3 separate regions of the Mus musculus genome follow, and regions 1 and 2 are each linked to region 3. A link is a contact called in public Hi-C data. All regions are on one chromosome and are shown on one strand. The core of a region is the stretch at or near the end of the contact, and the rest is flanking DNA. Distances in the headings are between cores, read along the strand shown.

What was found. Hi-C and Micro-C count contacts between places; a contact is called where the count stands out from the background.
Region 1: a Hi-C map of cortical neurons shows a contact between it and region 3, with 2.2 times the contacts expected there. The contact joins two enhancer-like sites. A contact is called at or near these places in 1 of 15 datasets of contacts at CTCF or cohesin (large pre-B cells), 2 of 484 Hi-C or Micro-C datasets (cortical neurons and embryonic stem cells) and 7 of 115 datasets of contacts at active chromatin or transcription factors (embryonic stem cells, extraembryonic endoderm stem cells, intestinal crypt epithelium and 2 more).
Region 2: a Hi-C map of myocytes shows a contact between it and region 3, with 2.0 times the contacts expected there. The contact joins the promoter of F830045P16Rik here to the enhancer-like site in region 3. A contact is called at or near these places in 4 of 39 promoter capture datasets (the C10 cell line, embryonic stem cells, hippocampal neurons and 1 more), 1 of 15 datasets of contacts at CTCF or cohesin (pro-B cells), 3 of 484 Hi-C or Micro-C datasets (the C10 cell line, cerebellum and myocytes) and 2 of 9 other capture datasets (adipose tissue and pancreatic islet).

Annotation. Positions count from the first base shown.
Region 1 is chr2:129,818,449-129,821,516 of GRCm38.p6, reverse strand. The region is part of intron 3 of Stk35 (serine/threonine kinase 35); the gene reads right to left. Among named protein-coding and RNA genes, the nearest start is that of Stk35os1, 19 kb to the right of the region's middle. Within about 2 kb of position 1,371, at least 80 of the 459 cell types and tissues checked have an H3K27ac peak or open chromatin away from gene starts, as enhancers often do. A contact at or near this core is called in cortical neurons, where this site is marked.
Region 2 is chr2:129,535,272-129,538,389 of GRCm38.p6, reverse strand. F830045P16Rik (RIKEN cDNA F830045P16 gene) reads left to right here and starts at 1,788. Exons shown (of 7, transcript NM_177653.3): 1 at 1,788-2,021. The coding sequence starts at 1,928.
Region 3 is chr2:129,673,500-129,676,570 of GRCm38.p6, reverse strand. No RefSeq gene overlaps it. Among named protein-coding and RNA genes, the nearest start is that of Pdyn, 25 kb to the left of the region's middle. Within about 2 kb of position 1,395, at least 10 of the 459 cell types and tissues checked have an H3K27ac peak or open chromatin away from gene starts, as enhancers often do. A contact at or near this core is called in cortical neurons and myocytes, where this site is marked.

The sequences.
Region 1 (3,068 bases), core at 122-2,621, 140 kb before region 3:
AGCAGAATTAGAATCTGGCAAATATCTATCTGTAAAATGGCAAATAAATAAATAGGAATTACTTTTTTAAAATGGCTTTACTCTCCTTGGCTGGCAAGCAGCTCAGGAGGTAGGAGTGTAGTTCTGGTGGGAGTAGAAAGACTCAGACTCCGCATTCCTACGTCAGTGTCAGGGGGGTTGCGTGGACCGATAGCAGCTCTCAAAGGAAACAAGCAGTAAATATCCACTAGTAGCCAGGGAGCCATGCTCCCATAGTCTACATCCCATCCACCTACTTTGTTCAGCCATCTGGCCTGACAGCTTCTCAAAAAAGCAGAATACCACCTGGGCTGAAACACAAATAAGTCTTGGGCAGATTCCCACGTGCTGGCCTATTCAAAAGCAACAGGAAAGACCGACATCTCTACTTGACAGTAAGACGAGAGGCCTGGCTTCCAGTGCCACTGCTTCTTCCTGTAGAGACTTCATCCCGCCCCCACCCCACCCCCAGCCCCAAGTGCTCAGTGAAGAACTTCATAAGATGGAAGGTCATTTATTCCAAGGCTCTTCTAATCTCAGGAATGTAGTGTAAGTTCTCAAATCCCTGAAAGGCCTTAAACTCTCACAGTACATATGTAATGTGCAGTTTTCCTGTAGACCATCTCCCTGCTCAGATTCTGAGAAGTACCCACGGCACAATGAGTAATCAAAGACAGGCGCTTGATTTATGCAGACAAAAACTAACCAGAGGCAGCACATGAACACCAAGAGCTTGCAGGTAGGCACAGGTAAACAGCACAATCTGTGTGGCTGAGATGCAGGGAATCCAGTCAGTGAAAAACGGTGAGGCAGCCTCAACTCAACATGCCAGAGCCTTTCCTTGGCTCCAAAGTCTTCAAGTAGAACCTGCAACCCTCCTTCAAGGGCACAACACCATTGAGAGATATGGGCTCCATGTCCCATCGTCTGAAGCTGCATCCACAGCTATCTTACTCCCTCAGAAACACATTTTTAAAGAAAGCACAGCTGCCAGGCCCAATGGACACCTGAGCAAGAAGACTCAGTAAGAACAGCACACTGCTAGAAACATCAGCTTTTCCTCAACTGTGTCAGAACACGCCACAGGGCAGTGAGTGAGTCTATGGCAACAGCACAAGGAGGGGCTTTTATACACGGAGCCTACTTCATCTTAGTACGTCAGTGATCACACTGTACTACTGACATCAGACTATTTTAAACCATCTGATTCCTTTAAGTGTACTGCCAAACTTGCTAGTATTAAAAAGTTTACCAAATGCACACAAAAAAATTACTGGCCAGGATGGAAGATTCTAGACTTAGAAGGCTCCATGGTAACCAACAGTAGGCAGAGCTGCCAGCTGAGTCATTCTGACTGTGTGTGTAAGAGCTTGGAACCACTGAGACCTCTGCCTGGCCTTGAAGGAAGACAAGAGGTCTTAGGGCTGGGGCTGGAGTTTTCTTTAGCACTTTAGCTGTAAGTGGGTCCTATATTAAAAAAGAGGACATTTTGTTCCTAGAAATAGCTCTGATAAATAGCTCAGTTAGATAAGTGGATACCATAACAAATACCCTTCCCTCAGCCTATTAAGTGTGGGGTTGAAATAAAAGCTGCTCACTGCCTCAGTGGGTCCCCACAGAACCAGGTTCAACTGTAGCTGCTATGATTAGCAGAAAAAAGGCTCCAGGGAAAAGTCAGGGATCCTGGGATTTCCCCAAAGGACACTTTCCCACCAGGAGGAAGCCATCTAAGTCCTTGTTACTAAAGGAGAGGTCACTCTTCCATGTGGTGACAGGACAATTTGTGGTTTTAAAAGGAAAGGCTCAAGGCCAGAATGATCTGGGCAAAACATTGTCTGGTTACAGCTCAAAGCCGAGCATGCCAAGGGAAACTCTTGGGGGCTCTTGCTAAGGAGTCTGAGGCTTTCTTAGGGGAAAGAAGGGCTCCACACATCACGAGATAGAGAGATAAAGTCAAATTCATGCTTAGCCTAGAAAGGTTTATGAAAAACCAGAACCACGGTGGGGGTAAAAGGGAACATGGCACTTCTGAATTCTCCACTTGCTGAGCTGCAATGAAGACCATGGTCTGAGCACCACCCCACATTTCACACAGGTAAACAACCCAGAGAGAGATGAGCTATCCAAAGCCACAGAGGCAAAATGGGTAGTGTGGTTTAAATGCAGATTCCACAAATCCCTAAATGTCACCACTGTGAAAACACAGGGCTTCCTTGATCTTGGCTGTCTTCCCTCCTTCACATGGGACTGTGTAGTTAGTTTCAGGCCCTCCATACAAGTATCCTGCCAGATGTGGTGCTGTAGCTCCTTCCCAGAAGGTCTGACCCACCCTCCTAAAATATTAGAGGCACTGTTCCACCCACTCTCCAACCCCACCTTATATGCAAGATGAAGTTCCTCCTCCTTAGGCTGACATCAGAGCCCCTGGCAGCTCAGAGATACCTGACCTTGTATGAGCCAAGCCAGGCCTAAGCTCTTTGCATATACATTCTTGGTGCCCCGCCAATGCTCACTCTGACTTCTGCTCAGGATCCCGGCTGATGGTCTTTCTCCAAGTCTATCTAGACAAATGTTCCTGTCACCTACTTCAAAAGACAGTACTCTTTCTCTAAGCTTCTAGTGGCCTTTAAGACCCTTGGGTTGTCTACATGGTCCTCTCTTTGGGAGCTCAATGGAGAGGACCCTGGGCTAGCTCTAGCACTTGAGCTAGCAGATGTCACCCACATGGCCAAATCACTTAACTTCCTCTCTGGAATGGAAGAGAGCAGTGGGAGAAAGGGCAGCCACAGCAAAGATACAAGTAAGACTTTAACAAGCTAACCAGTGGGAGGACAGAACATGGCACACAGAGCAAGCTGAAGAAGCAGGGGTTCCTTTCACACCCCACTTAAGAAGCCAGCTTGTTCCAGGCCAGATCCTCTGCAACAGCCAACAGGTAAGTGCAGGGCTATGAACGCACACATGTTCATCATGTACACAGAAAGAGACCCACAGGTTCCTGGGTTCCGTTGCAAACATGTGCCTTTCCTTTGTACCATCGGCCATTTAAA
Region 2 (3,118 bases), core at 539-3,038, 140 kb after region 3:
GCCAGCCATGGAACTTGATGTGCATGAGCCAAGGTGTGTGATCAGAACTGAGGCATGTGAATTTGTGGGCAACCCCCATCTCTCATCCCTGAGGGCAGGGCAGTGCATTCTTTGCAGGAGGCACTGTTCGCAGCAGCTCTGATAATGCAGCAAAGGTTCTGCCAGCTGGAGGCGGACAAGGACTATGAGCAGGAAACAAACGTTGCTTCTCTCGGTGACCTTTCCTAGCCAGAGAGTGAGGGTTTCAGATTTGCCAACACTATTAAGTTCTACTGTAAGAATCTAGAGTCTGGAAGGTGCCAGCTAGTCATATGGTTGGCTGTGTCCTGATGAAAGTTGACTTACCAAAACAAGAAGCCAGGCTGCAGGCCAAGTCTGCCAGCCCAGCAGAAGGCTGGAGGGTGGGAGCTGCATCACTATGGGCCCATTTCTATGACCTGCTTGGTCTTGAGTCTGGACCTCCCCTGGCCCAATAAGGTGCTTTTGATTCAGAAGCATCTTAATTTTGGCTAAAGACCACGTGGTTTTCTCCCTGGCCCTCTTTGTCCCCTTCTTTCTTCAGCATCTATCCCAGATGTCTACAGAAGTCACGGCAATGATCTGAGTTGTGGGGAGCCCTAGAAGGATATGGAAAGACAGAGGACTATGAACTCAGAGTCCATATTCCTAGCCTACTGATCCAGGGTCACCTCGCAATCACCATGCCCTGAGCTGAAACCCCTGTTGGGGGCCCTCATCTATCAGCTGCCGACTGACTTCTCTTTCCTCTTACTGTGAACGAGGGTCCTGACGAGTGCTTTGTGGTCTCCTGTAGCCCTGTCTTCCTTTGTGACTAATCCTTCTATTAAACCCTAATCAAATTGCCTGACGCAGGCCTGGCTGCTCCTGCAGGGCCGGCTGCTCCTGCTGCTTTGAACCATAAGGTCCAGGTTAGAATTCTGATCAGGTCTCCCCCCTGGTGAAATCACAGCACCTCACAAAGCCCCTGGGTTTCTCTTTGTGGAGACTAGAGCAGTAACGACATCCAGAAGAGGACATCTTTCAACTGCAGTGCAAACCAGTGGGTTCAGGAACTAAGTCATTTTCTGTTAATTATTACGGTTCCCTCCCTGGAGCCTCACACAGTCCCCAGCATGTATATGTCTGGAAAAAAAAATCTGTGGCAATTACAAAGGAATAAATAAGCAGCAAAAAGGCTGTAAACAATGACCAGGGGCTTATCCACCACCACCACCACCACCACCACACACACACACACACACACACACACACACATGCTTCACTTCAGCTGCACAAAGCAGCTTTTGTTTGAAAGTCCTCATCCCTGGCAAAGCAGGTGGGTGTGAATGTCTATATTTATTAAAACATATTTAGCTTCTATTTCTCTTTACCACCCTTCCACTGCATCCTTGAGAGGCAGCAAAGAATGATGGAAGTATTACTTAGCCATGTTCAACTCCTAGCTTTGCTGCCCATGACTTTTTTGGTCTTCATTTTTCTACTCAATAAACCAGAGCTAGTGATTTATACCTTGTCAAGAGCCCAGGGGAGAAGTCTGAATCAGCCCACTGAGGGTCATCCACTGAGGCTGGTCACAGCCCCCGAGTTGAACCTGGACCATTTGGAAAGACATTGTGACTGGGACATCAGTTCCCTGAAGGGCTCAGGAAGCCCCTGGCTGGTGGCCTGCACTTTTCCTCCAGTTGAAAGGTGCCATCAGACCAGCCGTTCCCAGCCTGTGGTGTGGGCAGACAAGTCTCATGTCCTCTGGTTGTCCCAGTTTCTGTAGACAACAGGCAACTGTCCCTGAGCTGCAGCATCGTCCCCAGGTTTCTGCAGCTGCCATGGGGCATTCAGGCCTGCTGGGATTAGTAACTGGATCATAGCTTGAGAGCCAAGGCCCTAAATATAGGGCTGCCTGTGCCTGATGCAGAAGACCTTGGCACCAGCTGCTCTGCCTTATGTCACAGACAGGGAAACTGAGGCCCAGAAAAGGAGATGGATTTTTCTACTCTTGTTTGGTAAGCGAATAATGACCAGACCTAAATTTCTCACATCAAAGGCTCACTCATCTGCTCAGTCCTTCCCTGACTTAAAGCTTATTTTCCTCACTCTGTCCACTCTCCCTGGCCCACCCTGAACTATATGTCCCAGTTGATGACACTCTTACCTGATCATCCTCCATCCAGTCTACTCTCATACAACAGGAGACTTTCTTGAAAATGCAAATTAAATCACGCCACCCCTGGAATACTCTTGCAGCTTCTGTGTCATCCAGAATGAATGTAAGATTATCTCGGGGGTAATCTTTTTGTACACTGTGTAAAGTTTGTCTTTGTGTTATGCAAATGTTGGTTTCTGTGCCGCCAGAGAGGAGAATACTGGCCAGACTTTGGTATTATTATTTTTATGGATCATCACTTGTGTTGGAAACATTTACCCTTCTCGCCTTCTAATTGGTTTACTAAAGATCTAATGGCCAGTAGCTGAGGCAGGAAAGAATAGATGGAACTTCTGGACAGAGAGAGGGTCTTTGGGAAAGAATCAAGAGGTGGGGGATTCACCAGTGTGACACGGAGGTGGAAGGAACAGGTGTGGAGGTTGAGTGAGAAGTAATGGGCCGTGTGGCAGGATGTGAGCTGGAATTAGTCGGGTTAGAGTTAGCTAGGAGATAACCTGCTACAGAGCCTAAGCTTTCTTAAATAATAAGTCTCTGTGTCATTATTCAGGAGCTGGCGGCTCCAAGAAAGTCTGGCAATAATTGGTGTCCAATGTGAGGGTATGTATATCCAAGCTTAGGGCCTCAGAAAAGTCTCCAGAGGAAAGCATGGAAGATGTTTCCCTAGCAACAGAGCCATGCGGGAGGCCATTGGAGAGGAGCCCCAGACACAGCTACCACAAGTTCTCCCAAGCATGGCACAGCAGGTAGGCACATTACTGACCTGCTGGGCTGAGCTCCTGTGGTGTAGAGGTGTCACCACCCCCTCCAGACTGCTGCTTAGGTGGGAGGTTGGGCTGCTGTGGGCCGGAATGGACAGAGGTCAGAGGTGCTGGCCCAGTTGGTGAACCTTGGGAATGCTCAACAGCCTAAGGACTGCTGCTGCTGCTGCTGCTTGGG
Region 3 (3,071 bases), core at 146-2,645:
AATGTTGAGGATAATTTAATTACCCACACTTGCAAAGGGGATAGATAGTTTTAATGGTGTTGACTATTAATCAAAAGTCCCTTGAAAGTGACTGCAAAGAAACAGACCAAGTTTTGAAAATTGAACTTAAAGGCTCAAGGACAACTGGGAGGTTTTTCTCAAGAAGCAATTGCAAGGCTCTGACTCTTAATTAAATAACAAGTACTTTGTTTCAAATTAAATAACAAGACTCTTTGCCTCATGACATCTCTGATCCCATGCAGAAGTAAGCTGGGCTTGGAGGTAACAAAGTTCCTGCTTGTCCCTTAGGCTCACACTCTGCCAGCCTGGGTGGGGAACTTTAAGGACCTGGAATTGGCTAGCAACAACAGAATGGGAAGAGAATGCAGGGAACAGGCACAGGAAGCAGGTACGGGGCAGATATAGGTACAGACAGACAGGTACAGGGACACCCAGACAGAGACAGACATGTATAGACAGGCACAGAGGGTAGGCACAGGTAGGTACAGCTGGCAGGCACTAGCAGGTACAGACAGGCACAGGGGGTAGGTGCAGGCAGGTGCAGTGCGCAGGTGCAGGCAGACATGGGGGTAAGCGGATGGGCAGGCACAGGTGCAGGCAGACATGGGGGTACGCGGATGGGCAGGCACAGGTGCAGGCAGACATGGGGGTAAGCGGATGGGCAGGCACAGGAGGCAGCCCAGACCCACCTTGCCGTCTCTACCTCCCAAACGAACACATTGCTCTTCACTGGAGACTTTGTTTTGGAGGAAAGGATCTGAAGGTACACCTGTATAAGAATGAGAGTTGGGACAGCCACGGAAGTCCTGAGGGGGTCTTTGAACAGAGGACAGTTTCCAGATTACCCCTAGGCTCTCTGCCTGGGAGGGGACATTTCTGCCCTAATAAAAATCAGAAGCAATCGTCACCGTTGTAGTGCCAGTTCCTGGTAGGGACACTGCTGCTTCCTATATTGACACCCGGTGCTCATCCAGCTGCTGTCTTCTCCAGAAACCACAACCTCACTCCCAGGCCACAGCCCTGTGTAGAATCTGGCTCGGAGCTAGGCGACAGCTGAGACCACTTTCTTGTTTTCACTCCGTGAAAGCAGGGCTGGCTGCCAAGAAAACTGGACTGGTAGTCACCCTCCTACTCAACGCTTAGGCTCTTTCCCTCCCTAGACTGCGCCCTTCCCCACAAGCCCTGTGTCTATGTAGAGTTGAGATACATGAAGTCCAGGCATACAGTAGGTCCTGGATTTACTTTTAGCGTCCTCTCCAGAAATCCAGTGTGCTTTATGAAGCTCTTGATAAGTCTCAAAAACAATCCTGCTCCTTTGCTACAGTCTCCACAGGTGCTTGGGGACTTGGGCATAATCACCTTGGGGTACACTATCTAAGCTCTAGAGCAAAGATGCATCCACCGCAGGGGGCAGTAACAAGCCAGGTGGCTGAAGCCAGCGGTATCTGATCTGGGCGCGCCCCCTTGTGGTCACCGGGATCAACACACTCGGGGGAGTTTTGTCACCATCTGGGTAGGCTTAAGAATCTAAATTCCAAAGTTTGGAGCTGAGACAAAAGGATGGACCATCTAGAGACTGCCATATCCAGGGATCCATCCCATAATCAGCCTCCAAACGCTGACACCATTGAATACACTAGCAAAATTTTGCTGAAAGGACCCTGATATAGCTGTCTCTTGTGAGACTATGCCCGGCCTAGCAAACACATAAGTGGATGCTCACAGTCAGCTATTGGATGGATCACAGGGCCCCCAATGGAGGAGCTAGAGAAAGTACCCAAGGAGCTAAAGAGATCTGCAACCCTGTAGGTGCAACAACATTATGAACTAACCAGTACCCCCAGAGCTCTTGTCTCTAGCTGCATATGTATCAAAAGATGGCCTAGTCAGCCATCACTGGAAAGAGAGACCCATTGGTCATGCAAACTTTATATGACTCAGTACAGGGGAACGCCAGGGCCAAAAAGTGGGAGTGGGTGGGTAGGGGAGTGGGGGGGGGAGGGTATGGGGGACTTTTGGGATAGCATTGGAAATGTAAATGAGGAAAATACCTAATAAAATATTAAAAAAGAAAAAAAAAGAATCTAAATTCCAACACTAAAAACTCTGGGTTTAAGGAGGGAACTCAGCAGTGCACTGATTATAAATGGGCAGTTATTGGCATTAAGACGAAAAGTCCTTGGGCTTTTGTAATTGTTGTTGAAATACCTTGTTCTTCAATGCTGTCTTCTTTTTGGCTAGAAATGATTAAGCAACTTCCCAGTTTCAAAGAAAAGGAAACCAGGCTTGGAATTCTTGAGCGCACCTGTGGACCTTGAACATGGATGACTACCTTTGGATTTCAGTTTCACTCAAGTACAAAACAATGCTCCTCTCCATCCACTCCAGTTTTCTCCACTTAAAAAAAAAGTATGAAGATAAATAGGGCTGCAGAGATGGCTCCAGGGTTAGAGAGCAACTGTTGCTTTTGTGAAGGACCCGGTTCAGTTCCTTGTACTCAAGTAGTAATTCACAACCATTTTAACTCCAGTTCAAGGGGATCCAATGCCCTTCTCTGACCTCCCTGGGTCAGGCATGGGTGTGGTGCACTCAAATACATCCAGGCAAACTAGGCATACATATAAAATAAGACTAGAAATTAAAACAGCCTATGATATTTGGTTATGTACTCTGCCCAGAGCTCTAGGGAAAGTTTAGAGTAATAACCGCGATGAAAGCAAGGGTGATAAACCATAAATGCTGAGGTGTTTGACTAACGTGGCCCTGAGTGATATTAAAAGATGACAAGGCAGTTTTTATTCGAGGACACTCATGGCTGAGGGTATATGGACCAATTCAATAGAGGGGTGTGGTAGTCACTATAGCTGGAAAATGGACTACACTCAAGGCCAGCTCTGAGGAGATGATTGAGGACATTGTATAAATACATACGTACATTATACACATTATTTCATTTCCTGCCCCCTGGGCCTGCCTGTACCTCTTGGCTTTGTTGTGGCTACAGTTGTGTGAGCAGAGGTCCATAATCAAGGAGTGGAATGGAGCTCAGC